Regions from separate parts of the Macaca mulatta genome. Here region 2 is linked to region 1. The links are chromatin contacts, called in public Hi-C maps. All regions are on one chromosome and are shown on one strand. The core of a region is the stretch at or near the end of the contact, and the rest is flanking DNA. Distances in the headings are between cores, read along the strand shown.

The links. Hi-C and Micro-C count contacts between places; a contact is called where the count stands out from the background.
Region 2: a contact with region 1 is called in a Hi-C map of liver, with 2.6 times the contacts expected there. The contact joins the promoter of ATG14 here to the promoter of FBXO34 in region 1. A contact is called at or near these places in 2 of 14 Hi-C or Micro-C datasets (fetal cortex germinal zone and liver).

What each region holds. Positions count from the first base shown.
Region 1 is chr7:128,399,625-128,405,493 of T2T-MMU8v2.0, reverse strand. FBXO34 (F-box protein 34) reads right to left here and starts at 4,240. Exons shown (of 2, transcript NM_001266246.1): 1 at 4,160-4,240.
Region 2 is chr7:128,539,740-128,546,135 of T2T-MMU8v2.0, reverse strand. It overlaps ATG14 (autophagy related 14), which reads left to right and starts at 1,470. Exons shown (of 10, transcript XM_001088634.5): 1 at 1,470-1,697. The coding sequence starts at 1,477.

The sequences.
Region 1 (5,869 bases), core at 2,991-5,490:
GGCACCCGCCACCATGCCTGACTAATTTTTTGTATTTTTTTTTTTTAGTAGAGATGGGGTTTCACCATGTTAGCCAGGATGCTCTCGATCTCCTGACCTCATGATCCGCCCGCCTCGGTCTCCCAAAGTGCTGGGATTACAGGTGTCAGCCACCGCGCCCAGCCAATAGTTTATCCTCTTGACCCAACTCTAGCCTCTCACACCCAAGACCCACCAGGGCAATGTTAATTTGTTTTAAGGGTCCTTGCAGCAAGGACATTTCATCCCCGTGTCACAGATCCTGAGTATGCGGCACAGAAATCCTCAAAAAAATGTTTGCTGGATGAATGAAATCCATACCTAAAAATGCAATAACCACACTTACATAGCACTTAGTTTCATATTTACAACTATACTATATGGAGGGTAGGAAATGTACATGTTAGGTTTCTGAAGCTGAATATTTTTAAAGGGACTAATGAGAGCCTCTTCTGTGGAGCATTAACTAGAAGATGGAGGTTGGAATGAAAGGTTGATAAGTTCTTTTAACCAACACTAAGAAACAACTACACTGTATTAATGCTCTCCTGGAAAATACAGTATGTCATCAGCTTCAAAATACCATAAGCATTAACTAAAGGGGAGAAGATAAATTATGCAAAGATAAGAACTGACAGGAATTCAATTTCCAGATGACCTAAATGCATTTCAAGTTAATCTGCTCTTTTTTGTTTTTGTTGCTTCCAAAGGACTGCAGATTATGCACTTGCTGAATTTTGCCTTTGTCACACATGACCTAACAAGGAAGGCATTCATCATACCATAGTAGCTTCCCTCAAGTATCTGGTTCTAAACAGCTGCAAATTTTGGATGATAAAACTAAATGATGTCTCTAAAGATAAGTACGTTCTCTCCCAAACAAATACTAAAACAAGATTAAAATTTACTAGAATATAAAAACTGTCAAATTAAGCTAAACATAAATTAAGTTTAAAAAATAAAGTAAAAATTTTGTAAGAATTTAAATCCTAAATGTTAATAAAATAATTGATCCAATAAACATATCCTGAGGAATTTCTACAATACAGTACTCTCATTCTTGACACTTGCTTTTATCCATCAGAAAGATGCCACATAACAAATGACTGTTTAATTTAGTGCCTTCAAATTACATAAGTGGATGACTTAAAATAATAAACCAATCTCAAAATTAATTTCCATAAAACCATCTATATGAAGTAAAAGCTGCTTCCCAGACCCAAAACTGGAAAGCACGGGTGAAAAATATCCTGCCAAAAATAGAAACAGACTGTAAAAATGTTTCACACGAGTTATGGCTTGTTAGATAACTGCACAACAACACTCACTAGCTGACTTTTTAAATATCTGTCATTGTTCCTCAGTCACATCAGTATGCCCTACGACATGTATTCTTCACCTATTAACTCATTTTCCATGAGGAAAAAGTAAAACTTCGCAATTGCTAAGCAAAACAGAGGGGAAAAAAGCACTGCCAAAGAGCAGGTGTCTCCTTATCAGCTGTAGGTCTTTCTGGTTTAGTCTGACTTTCATCCTTTCCCATTAATACTAGTACACCTGGCCGGGAACAGTGGCTCACACCTGTAATCCCAGCACTTTGGGAGGCTGAGGTGTGCGGATCATGAGGTCAGGAGTTCACAACCAGCCTGGCCAACACAGTAAAACTAAATACAAAAATTAGCTGGAAATGGTGGCACGCGCCTATAGTCCCAGCTACTCGGGAGGCTGAGCCAGGAGAATCGCCTGAACCCGGGAGGCAGAGGTTGCAGTGAGCCGAGATCGTGCCACTGCACTCCAGCCTGGGCGACAGAGCAAGACTCCGTTTCAAAAAAACAAACAAACAAACGAGTACACCTAACTTACAGAGAGCCATGTAGCCGGCCCCAGAATGGCTACCACTTGGGAAAAACACATGCAAGTTCCATTTTGGACCCCCTTCAGTTGCATTACATAGTATCTTGCCAAGACTCTTTCATCTTCAAGAGAAGGTTGACTAACTCTCAATATCAGCAGTTTCATATTAATTCAGGTGCCTCTCAAGTCTCTGGTTATCCAAAGGCTCAAATTTGTATCTTTTATACAAAATTTTGTATACAAAGTTTGTATATACAAAAAATAATTTGTACACAGAATTGTATCTTTAGGGACTTCACTCAACACTGTCAGCATAAAATTCCTAATTTCTTAAAAGAAGGAAGAAAAAAACAGAACAACTTTCAGTAGTGCACACAATGCTGTCAAATTCCCAAGGTTGTGGTGAGGATCAAAATAAGATGTACAGAAAAGCCTTGTTTTGTGAACTTCCAGTCAAATCCAACAGTACCTAACAGGGGTGAATTTTTGCTTTTATTTCCTGCCTGAAAATGGGCATAACTTCCACCTGCATGTTGATGTAAAACCCAGAGAGACAATATGTTATCAATCACCTTTAAAAGACAAATGGGGAGCAGGAAGTATTGAGAGAGAGAGAGAGAGAAAAAAAAAAAAACCCTACCATTACAAGTCAAGGTCAGTGAGGAAGGACTAAGGACTTCTACTCAAGCTTCCTGCTAAAGACACCAATTGTACCTATGCTTCAATTTTAAGCCATCTACCTTTTGAACTAGATTCCATTTACATTATTCTACAAAGAGGAGGAAATGAAAAGTACTGATATGCTGGAATACCTGAAGAGGGTCAGTTACTACGACAAGTGACTAGCTTCTCTTCCAGTTTAGATCTCTTTTGAAAGCTTTGGAAGAAAAACAGCATTCATTGACAAATCATTTTTTTTAATTCTGTAATTTCATATTTAAAAGCACTAAAGACAAAATGTTAGTTAACTATCCAGACAAGCGGTCCTGGAATATGTTATTATATTAAGTTACAGCCGGGTCTTAGTAAGAAAGCAAGAAAAAGGTTTGTTGCTGACTTCTAAACCATGGTAGCAAGGGGTGGTAGCATGGTAGCACAGGGTAGGATAGGGACAACCTGGATAAATTAATTCCTCAGGTAATTATTATTTAAGACAAATGTTGGATTAATTCAAACTCCTCCCTCCCTTTACAACAGAAAAAAAAGAAAAAAATCATGTAAGATCCACTCTCCCTCCTCCTAGCCATTTGCTAACAAAAAATGCTAACAAGCAGATAGATGTCCAGTTTAAAAAAAAAAAAAACAAAAGTAAAGCAAACTGATTTATCAGCACTAGAAGTGGTTCTCTTTTTTTCAGTAATTCTGATCACAAACCATCAAACTATGAATTTAGCTTCCTAAAAGGCTTTTTACATTACACCCTCCAAAAAATCTCCTACCTTGACTTAAATTTTTCTAAATCAAATGTCTTATACTAAGCTGTACTCGAAACGCTTGCTGGACAAGAAGTTAAAGAAATTGACAACTATTACATTAAAACTGCAAAATGCTGATATCGAACAACTTTCGATTCAAATTCACTGCGATTCCAGGCGTTCGTGGAACACAACTTCCTTTTTCTCCCCTGCGGGTCCCCCCGGCCCTTCCGCGAGCCCAGGTCCCCGCCCGGGCCTGCGGTGACATCCCAGGACCCATCTACTGACGTCACAGACATGCGGACCCACAGCTCTATGACTTCACCGCGGACTGGGGACGAATCGCAGTCGGCTTGCGCCAGCCCAGAGGCTGGGGAGGCGTCCGAGCCTCCGTCCCGCCTCGTCGCCGAGGAAGGTTAAGGACAAGCGCCAGCTCACCTGTGCTGGGGCAGGGAAGGGCAGAGTGGCCGAGCGCGACAGGGGCGAGGCGACCCAAGTCCAAAGGCTGACTTCCTCACCGCCCGGGGTCCCGTAGGTGGGAGCGCCGGTCCGGTACCCGCTCACGGCCTATCTGTGATCTCCTCGGCTTCAGCCGGGACCCGGGACCCCGCTCCCTACCCGCCCGACCCTCCGTGGCCCGCGGGGGCGCTCAGCGCCCGGGCCGTGCGTGCGCGCGGGGAGGGCCGCCCCGGAGGAGGCGCAGGCAGCCGGGTCCCTGCCCCGGACCCGCGGGCGGCGCCCCCGCCCCCACCCGCCCGGCGCCCCGGGAGCGCAGGCAGGCGGCGGGAGGGGGCGGGGAGCGGCCACGGTGGCCGCCGCCGAACCCCAGCCGCGCGGCCCTTGCGCCACGCCCCACCCCGGCCCGGACTCACCTGCGCTCCTGCCCCGGCCACGGCCTGGACCGGGGCTGCACCAGCCCGATGCAGTGGCGGCGGCGGCAGCGGTGGCGGGAGGCCTGGCTCGCTCCCCACCGCTGAGGCGGACCGAGCACCCAGCACGGCGCGGCGGCGCCCAACGCTCGCCCCGAAACCCATTTGTTTGGCTAAAACGGAGTGACGTCACGCGCCGGCCCAATCGACGGTTGGCCGGGGGAGGGGCCACGGAACCAGGGTGTCACGGCGCCCCCTGCCGGCCACTGGGGGCGGGAAGGGGGAAAGTGAAAAGGGAGACCTCCTGGATGACGCGTCTGCGGCCCCCAAGTGGTAGAAAATAAGTTTGAGCACTACTGTGGGGAATCAAACCCCCCAGGCCAGCCAGAAGGGTAGTGATGCCAGGGTTCAGTCAGCAGACATGTCAAGTTTATGAATATTCGTGGGTAGACCTGAAGCTATAAATGGTCTCAGATACTATTAGATAACCTAGTAGACCTGGATCCCCATCTTGGTTCTGCTGCTAGCTTGGAAGGCTGGGGTTCAAGTTTCAATTTGTGAAATGACGAAATTGGAAGGGTCCCTTCTGACTCTCTTTCCCATGCAAATCATGGCAGGGATACCTGTCAGAAAGTAGATAAACGTTGAGGTTGACACCAAACTGTTAAAGTCTGTAGAAGCTTAAGGACTGGTTAATGATGGACATAAATTTTTTTTTTTTTTTTTTTTTTTGAGACGGAGTCTCGCTCTGTCACCCAGGCTGGAGTGCAGTGGCCGGATCTCAGCTTACTGCAAGCTCCGCCTCCCGGGTTTAGCCATTCTCCTGTCTCAGCCTCCCGAGTAGCTGGGACTACAGGCGCCCGCCACTTCGCCTGGCTAGTTTTTTTTTTTTTTTTTTTTTTTTTTTGTATTTTTTAGTAGAGACGGGGTTTCACCGTGTTAGCCAGGATGGTCTCGATCTGCTTTTTAGTAGAGACGGGGTTTCACCGTGTTAGCCAGGATGGTCTCGATCTGCTGACCTCGTGATCCACCCGTCTCGGCCTCCCAAAGTGCTGGGATTACAGGCTTGAGCCACCGCGCCCGGCCAATGATGGACATAAATTTTTAATACTTTACATTCAAATCAGAGGGTCAGTGAGGAACTTTTGATCCCCAACCTTTAAACTTATTATTGTTTTCATTGTGAAAGTAATATTAACCACATTGAAAAACATGAGGACAATGTATTTTCTTTTAGACCTTTTGCCCCATCACATATATTTTACTACACTGTGTAATAGTAGTTGTATGCGATATTGCATCCTCTTTTCACTTTTATAAGCATTTCTCATATTTCTACATAAGCTTCATAACCAGTTTAACAGCTGCATAAAAATACATTAAGTGGACATAAAATTTACTGCATTAATTCTCTAGTTTTGGACATAAATTGTTTCCTTCACTTTTTGCCATTATAAAGAAATCATAGAACATCTTCATGAATGTAGATTTTTAAAGACACCCAAAAGTGAAATTACTAGGTGAAAAAGACTATCAACACTTTCACAGTTACTAATACAAACTGCCAAATTATTTTTTAAAAGTTGTACCAAGTTACACTTAAACCAGCAACTTTGATTTTAGCCAGTCCTTAACAAAAGTGCTTTTGTCCAATTATAAAACTACTCTTGTAAAATATATGTGTAAAATCTTAAATATTAAAACATAAAAGCA
Region 2 (6,396 bases), core at 221-2,720, 140 kb before region 1:
TTGCCTTTTAAAATATTGAACAGTTGATCCTGATCATTAGGTACTAAGCACTGTGAAGGATCCTGTCTGAATACAAATTAAACATAAGCCTGAGACCTTAAAAATAATCCTTTCGTTTGAAATGATCAGAGAGAAAGACTTCTCACTTAAAAATAAATCTTAAGTTTTCAGGAACCATTCAAGTTTAGTGTAAACTCCATTCTGAAAATTAGAGAATTTTTGCTTTTGCTTGATTTTGTAATCCTACGTGATTTGTATTTAAAAAGACTGGGTAAGATTAAGAAGACGGAGGGGCAAAGGGCTCAGATTCAAGACCGAATTAGCTTGTAGAATCCCCAGCATTTGACGGTGATGTGGAGATTTAACAGGGAGGGACGGGCTGATATGAATCATGGCTCTTAGCTGTAAATCATCAGTGATTACGTCCTTCACCAAAGTAAGAAAACAGGTTTGTAGGGAGGTAGAGGTCAGTTTCCAACAATCTGAGTTTGTGGTGTCCTGGAATGTCACTTGATACCTAGTAAGCAGTTCTGGATCTTTGGGTATGGAACTTGAGAAAGGAATCCTGGCTAGAGAGAATTCAGGGCAGTTTATCAGTGGATAGCCTAGTAAAATCCTTGAAAATCACTGGTCTATTTAATCTGACCTATAAACCCACTCTTCTCTGTAGTTTAGAGGCATATTCAAACACTAATTACTCTGATATGATCCTCCCAACACATCATCTTATATATCCCCTATCCCCCAAAAGAAACTTGAAGGGAAGTCCTAACCACCTACCTAGTTCAAATTCTCTTAGAGCATGCCCCAGGATAGGGAAGGTACGTTAGCCACGTGATTAACTTTTCAGAAAGATACAATTCTGATTTTGCACGTTCACTTTGGTTGTTTTCACTATTGGTAAAGTATAATACTATTAACCATATTAATCCTCTGCATTAGATAGGTACTATAATTCCATTTAACACGAGAAAACAGGCGCAAAGATTAAGGAACTTGCCCCAAGTCACACAGCTATTAAGTAGGTAAGTGAGCCAAAATTCAACCTAGTTCCAAGACCCAGCCCCTTCACCCTACTTTGTTTGCTGTAGTTTTAGCCAGATTTTAAAGCATCCACAGCAAGTTAAATTCCCTTATTCCGCTCCCATTCCGTTTACCCAGAATCCTTAGGGTATGGTATTACAATTTTCTGCACAAGTTTGAGGCTGTAACTCATAGTCTTGGCCTGAGCCAGCAGATGATGACATTTTGTTTGGCAGACTAGCCCCTCTAATATAACTCTCCCCTTGCTTCGGGACCTGTTGCCCCTCAGCAGACCGGAAAAACAACAGCGCCTGGGACAAGCACCCGCGCGGGGAGAGGGGTCCGGGGGGTCGCCGGGATCCCAGCCCGCCTCCCCCAGGCCCCTCCTCCTGGCCCAGAATGCACCCGGTTGAAAACAAAATCCCACGTGACTGGCTCTCCTCTCAGGCCATCATGGCGTCTCCCAGTGGGAAGGGACCCCGGGCGCCGGAGGCTCCTGGGTGCGGGCCCCGGCCGCTCGCCCGGGACCTGGTGGACTCTGTGGACGACGCGGAGGGGCTGTACGTGGCTGTGGAGCGCTGTCCGCTGTGCAACACTACCCGCCGGCGGCTGACCTGCGCCAAATGCGTTCAGAGCGGCGATTTCGTCTACTTCGACGGCCGCGACAGGGAGAGGTACGGCGGCCGCCACGGCCCTATTGTTTCTTCTGCTGTGTCTCCTCCAGCCAGGCGGCCAAAGGCTGGAACCTGGGGCTCCCCGTCCGGGCACGAGATCCCGGCGAGAGGAGGGAGAGAGAGGGAGTGTAGCTAACTGCTCTGCACCGGAGCTTTGCTACCGGAGGACAGCGTAGGGGCCAGATGAGGGAAGGTCGCCGTTTCCCCATCACCCACCCAAGAGGAGTTTGACCCCACGGTGCTCTTGGCCACTGGGGAAAAAAGGAGTAAGTGGTGACTCTCTGGAGAAGTTTTCCCCTGTAGCTGCCATTGACTTGGATTCCCAGCTCTTTGCTGTATGTGCTCCCATTCAAAAGCTTGGCTTTCTATTTTTTAAAGCACATTTATACTCATTCTCTAGAGAAGAGAGTAGAAGAGAATCAAATAACTGCTTTAGAGGTATTTGGGCCTGGTAGTCTGTCACAGATGGACTTTGTTATCAGACATACTTACTCTAATGTGTGAATTGGGGCTTGCTGTTAACTCCCCTTTCCCCTCCCTGCCTCTAAAGATTATTTTGGATTCTTAGGAATTTGTGAAAGTGTTTTGGCCTTGTTTTAAAATTCAGATTGAGAGCTGCATGCTTTTAGCTAAGAGAATTGCTTTTAGGAACATGTTTTGGTTCCATTTGGAAATCTAAACAGAGAGCTACAAGTTCTTGGTTAAGAAAATTGAAAAATTAGCGTGATTAGCTGCAGGGTCTCCCACTCTCAACTTCTGTTTCAACAACTTAGTGTCAATGATAGTAAGATAGCTAGCATTCTGAGCACAAAAATTCAGGTATTAATTCATTAGCAGCAACCCAATAACTTACCCCCACCTTACTAGGAAGCTGCATAGTAAGTGCTTTGCCCTAGGTCACACAAATGAGTGTAGGAACAAGAATTAAAATTCAGACAGCTTGGACCTATGTACCCGCATTTAACCACTAGGTACTATATCCTCTATATTTGGGAATGTTTTGAGTTCTTAGTATTTCTGTGATCGTGGATGGAGTTCTCTTTTGAGGAGATTTGAATGACAAACTCTTTTTTAGTTTGTTGCTGTGTCTCATTGGTGCTCTTGATGACTTTAGAAACTGCTTAATGTAGTAAGTGATAGCTTTAAAAATTAAACCAGTTATAAAAATACTGGATATGAGATGGAAATGTCTAACTGATGGATTAATTGAGGATTTAGTTCTGGACCTTCTTGTCTGTCTACACGTTTTACTATATCTGTTCACATAATTTAAATATCATCTATGTGCTTAAGACTGCCAGACTTGCATCTGCAACCTAGACTTCTCTGAAGTCCAGAAAACAGCTGCCTAGTCAACATCAATATTTAGATTTGTAATAGATATCTTCATTTTAATATGGCAAACTGAACTCATTTTCCATCATAAATCTCTTTTCCCATGCTCATCCCAACCCAGTAAATGTCAATCTCATTGTTCGTTTGGTTCAGGCCAGAAAACCTTTCAGTTCTCCTTGACTTCTCTCTTAACCCGACTCTATTTAGTCCCATCAACAAATCCCATCTACTCTTCACAACTTATCTTAAATCTGACCCTTACACCATCACCTGGTACGATCTACCAGAGACAAAAGGTTATTTCCTGTTATGTCTCTGTTTCCATCCTTGCTCCCCTTTTATGCAATTTCCATGTTGCAGCCAGTGTTATGCTACTCCTCCATTTCTGTTCAGATCTTCCAGTGGTTTTTCGCTTTACCCAAAGTAAAAACTGGAGTCTTTAACCAAAGTTCTATATTATCTGTTCCTCTGATTTAATCTCCTATTATTTTCTCTCTCTCTTTTTTTTTTTTTTTTTTTTTTTGAGACGGAGTCTCACTGTGTCTCCCAGGCTGGAGTGCAGTGGCGTGATCTCGGCTCACTGCAAGCTCCGCCTCCCGGGTTCACGCCATTCTCCCGCCTCAGCCTCCCAAGTAGCTGAGACTACAGGCGCCCGCCACCACGCCCGGCTAGTTTTTTGTATTTTTAGTAGAGACGGGGTTTCACCATGTTAGCCAGGATAGTCTCGATCTCCTGACCTCGTGATCCACCCGCCTCGGCCTCCCAAAGTGCTGGGATTACAGGCTTGAGCCACCGCGCCCGGCCGTATTTTCTCTCTTAACTAATCTGCTGTGCCACTGTGGCCTTCTTGTCTGTCCTCAGACATACCAAGAACACTCCTTCCTCAGGACCTTTGCAGTGGTATTTAGACAGCCAGGAACTCTTTCTCTATCAGAAATCCTCAGGGTTGCCTCCTTTTTTTTTTTTTTTTTTGGTGCTTGCTCATACCTTAGAGAGTATCTTTCTGATCCTTCTATTAAAATGCTAACCTCTTGCCTATTTAACCAGCTTTATTATCTTTTCTTTTCTATAACACTTATCATCATCTGATGGTTGTGCATGTTAATTTGCCTAACTGCCCCCCACCCAGTGATATAAACTCTATGAGGGTAAGAGTTTTTCTCTTTTATACACTGTTGTATTCTCACATAGTAGAAGCTCAATAAAGATTTATGGAATGATTGAACTGACTCTGGCGCTCTTTCCCAAACTCAGTTTCTAGACCATTTCAGTATTATTCATCATGATCTATTTGTTACTAAAGTCAGAAACCTGGGAGTTATCCTAGACTTTTCTTTTTCTCTTACTCTCTGCATCCAAATAATCAGCAAGTCTAATTCATTTTGATGTCAAAATATGTCTTGAATCTATCTAACTTTTAGTTCAGACCACCATCTTTTCTCTCCTGACTACTTAGTGATCTCCCTTCTTTTACTCAGACAACTCTTCCCTACCTTGCCTCTGGTCTCCAAACACAATAGAAATGTAAATAAGCCACAATAGAAATGTAAATAAGATGTCACTATTTTGCTTAAACCTCTCATTGGCTCCCATTGCATTTAAAATAAAATCCAAGCTCCTTATTATGGCATATGAAGCCTCCTGTGATTTGGCTACTGTTTGCCTCTGTAACTTAGACTCTGAGGTTGAGTTTAAAATGTGGGCTTTGGACTCATGCTCCCTTGAATTGAGTCCAAGCTCCACCACTTGCTATGTGATTTCTTTCTTTCTTTTTTTTTTTTTTTGAGACAGGGTCTTGCTCTGTCACCCAGGCTGGAGTGCACTGGCACAATCATGGCATACTGCAGCCTCAAACTCCTGGGCTCAAGCAGTCCTCCCATCTTAACCTTTTGAGTAGGTGGGACTACAGGCATGCACCACCACACCTGGCTAATTTTTAAATTTTTTGTAGAGACAAGGTCTCCCTGTGTTGTCCAGGTCGATCTCGAACTTGTGGGCTGAGCCATCCTCCTTTCTCAGCCTCCCAAAGTGTTAGGATTACAGATATGAGCCCGGCTGCTATGTGAGTTTGAGGAAGTTTTTTTGACGAGGGAGGGGGCAGGGTCTCACCCTGTCACCCAGGCAGTGCAGTGGCAAGATCACAGCTCACTGCAGCTTTGACTTCCCTGGGCTCAAGGGATTCTCCTGTGTCAGCCTCCCTGGTGTCTGGGACTACAGGCGTGCATCAACACACCTAACTAGTTTTTTTGTATTTTTTGTGGAGACAGGGTTTTGCCGTGTTGCCCAGGCCGATCTTGGACTCCAGAGCTCAAGCCATCCGCCAGCCCTGGCCTCCCCATGTGCTGGGATTACAGGCATGAGCCACCATGCCTGGCCCTGAGCAAGTTTCTTAACTTCATGTTTATTTCATTTTGAAATTGGCAGGGTATCTAACTCCATAGGTTTCTGGTAGTGATTACCTAAGAGCATGCATTTAAAGTGTTTACCATGATGCCTAGAATGTATTAAGCACTCAAATAAGTTCATCCCTGTGCTCCCTCCTTTTCACTGCTCCACAGTTATAGGCCTTCTCTCAAATCCTCAGTCACATGAAGCTTCCACCAATGGGGCTTTTTCCTTGCGGTTTCTTCTGCCTGGAACACTTTTCCTCCTGTTCGATACCTTGTCTTTCACCATTCAACTTAAAGTCCACTTCTTCGGTGAGGCCTTTCCTGACCTCCCTCAGTAAGATAGGTTCCCACCTCCATCTTTTCCCCCATTCATTATTTGCTGTCAAAATACCCTATTTCTTTCATGGTACCACACATGATGCGTAATACTATTTATTTGAGGAAGATGGCCACATCCAGAATGTAGTTTCATGAAGGCATGAATTCTGGTCTTGTTCTTTCAAATCACCAGCCCAGCAGCAGCAGGTAGCAGAACTTAGGCGTGTTGTTGAAGGAATGTCAAAAGCAATACAACTTTTGAAACTCAACATAGGGGTAGGGCTCAGTGGCTCATGCCTGTAATCCCAGCACTTTGGGAAGTCAAGGCAGGCGGATCACTTGAGACCAGGAGAGCGAGAATAGCCTGGCCAACATGGTGAAACCCTATCTTTACTAAAAATACAAAAATTAGACCGAGTGCGATTGCTCATGTCTGTAATCCCAGCACTTTGGGAGGCCGAGGCGGGCAGATCATGAGGTCAAGAGATCGAGACCATCCTGGCCAACATGGTGAAACCTTGTCTCTACTAAAAATACAAAAATAAGCTGGGCGTGGTGGCACGTGTGCCTGTGGTCTCGGCTACTCAGGAGGCTGAGGCAGGAGAATCGCCTGAACCCAGGAGGTGGAGGTTGCAGTGAGCCAAAATCGTGCCACT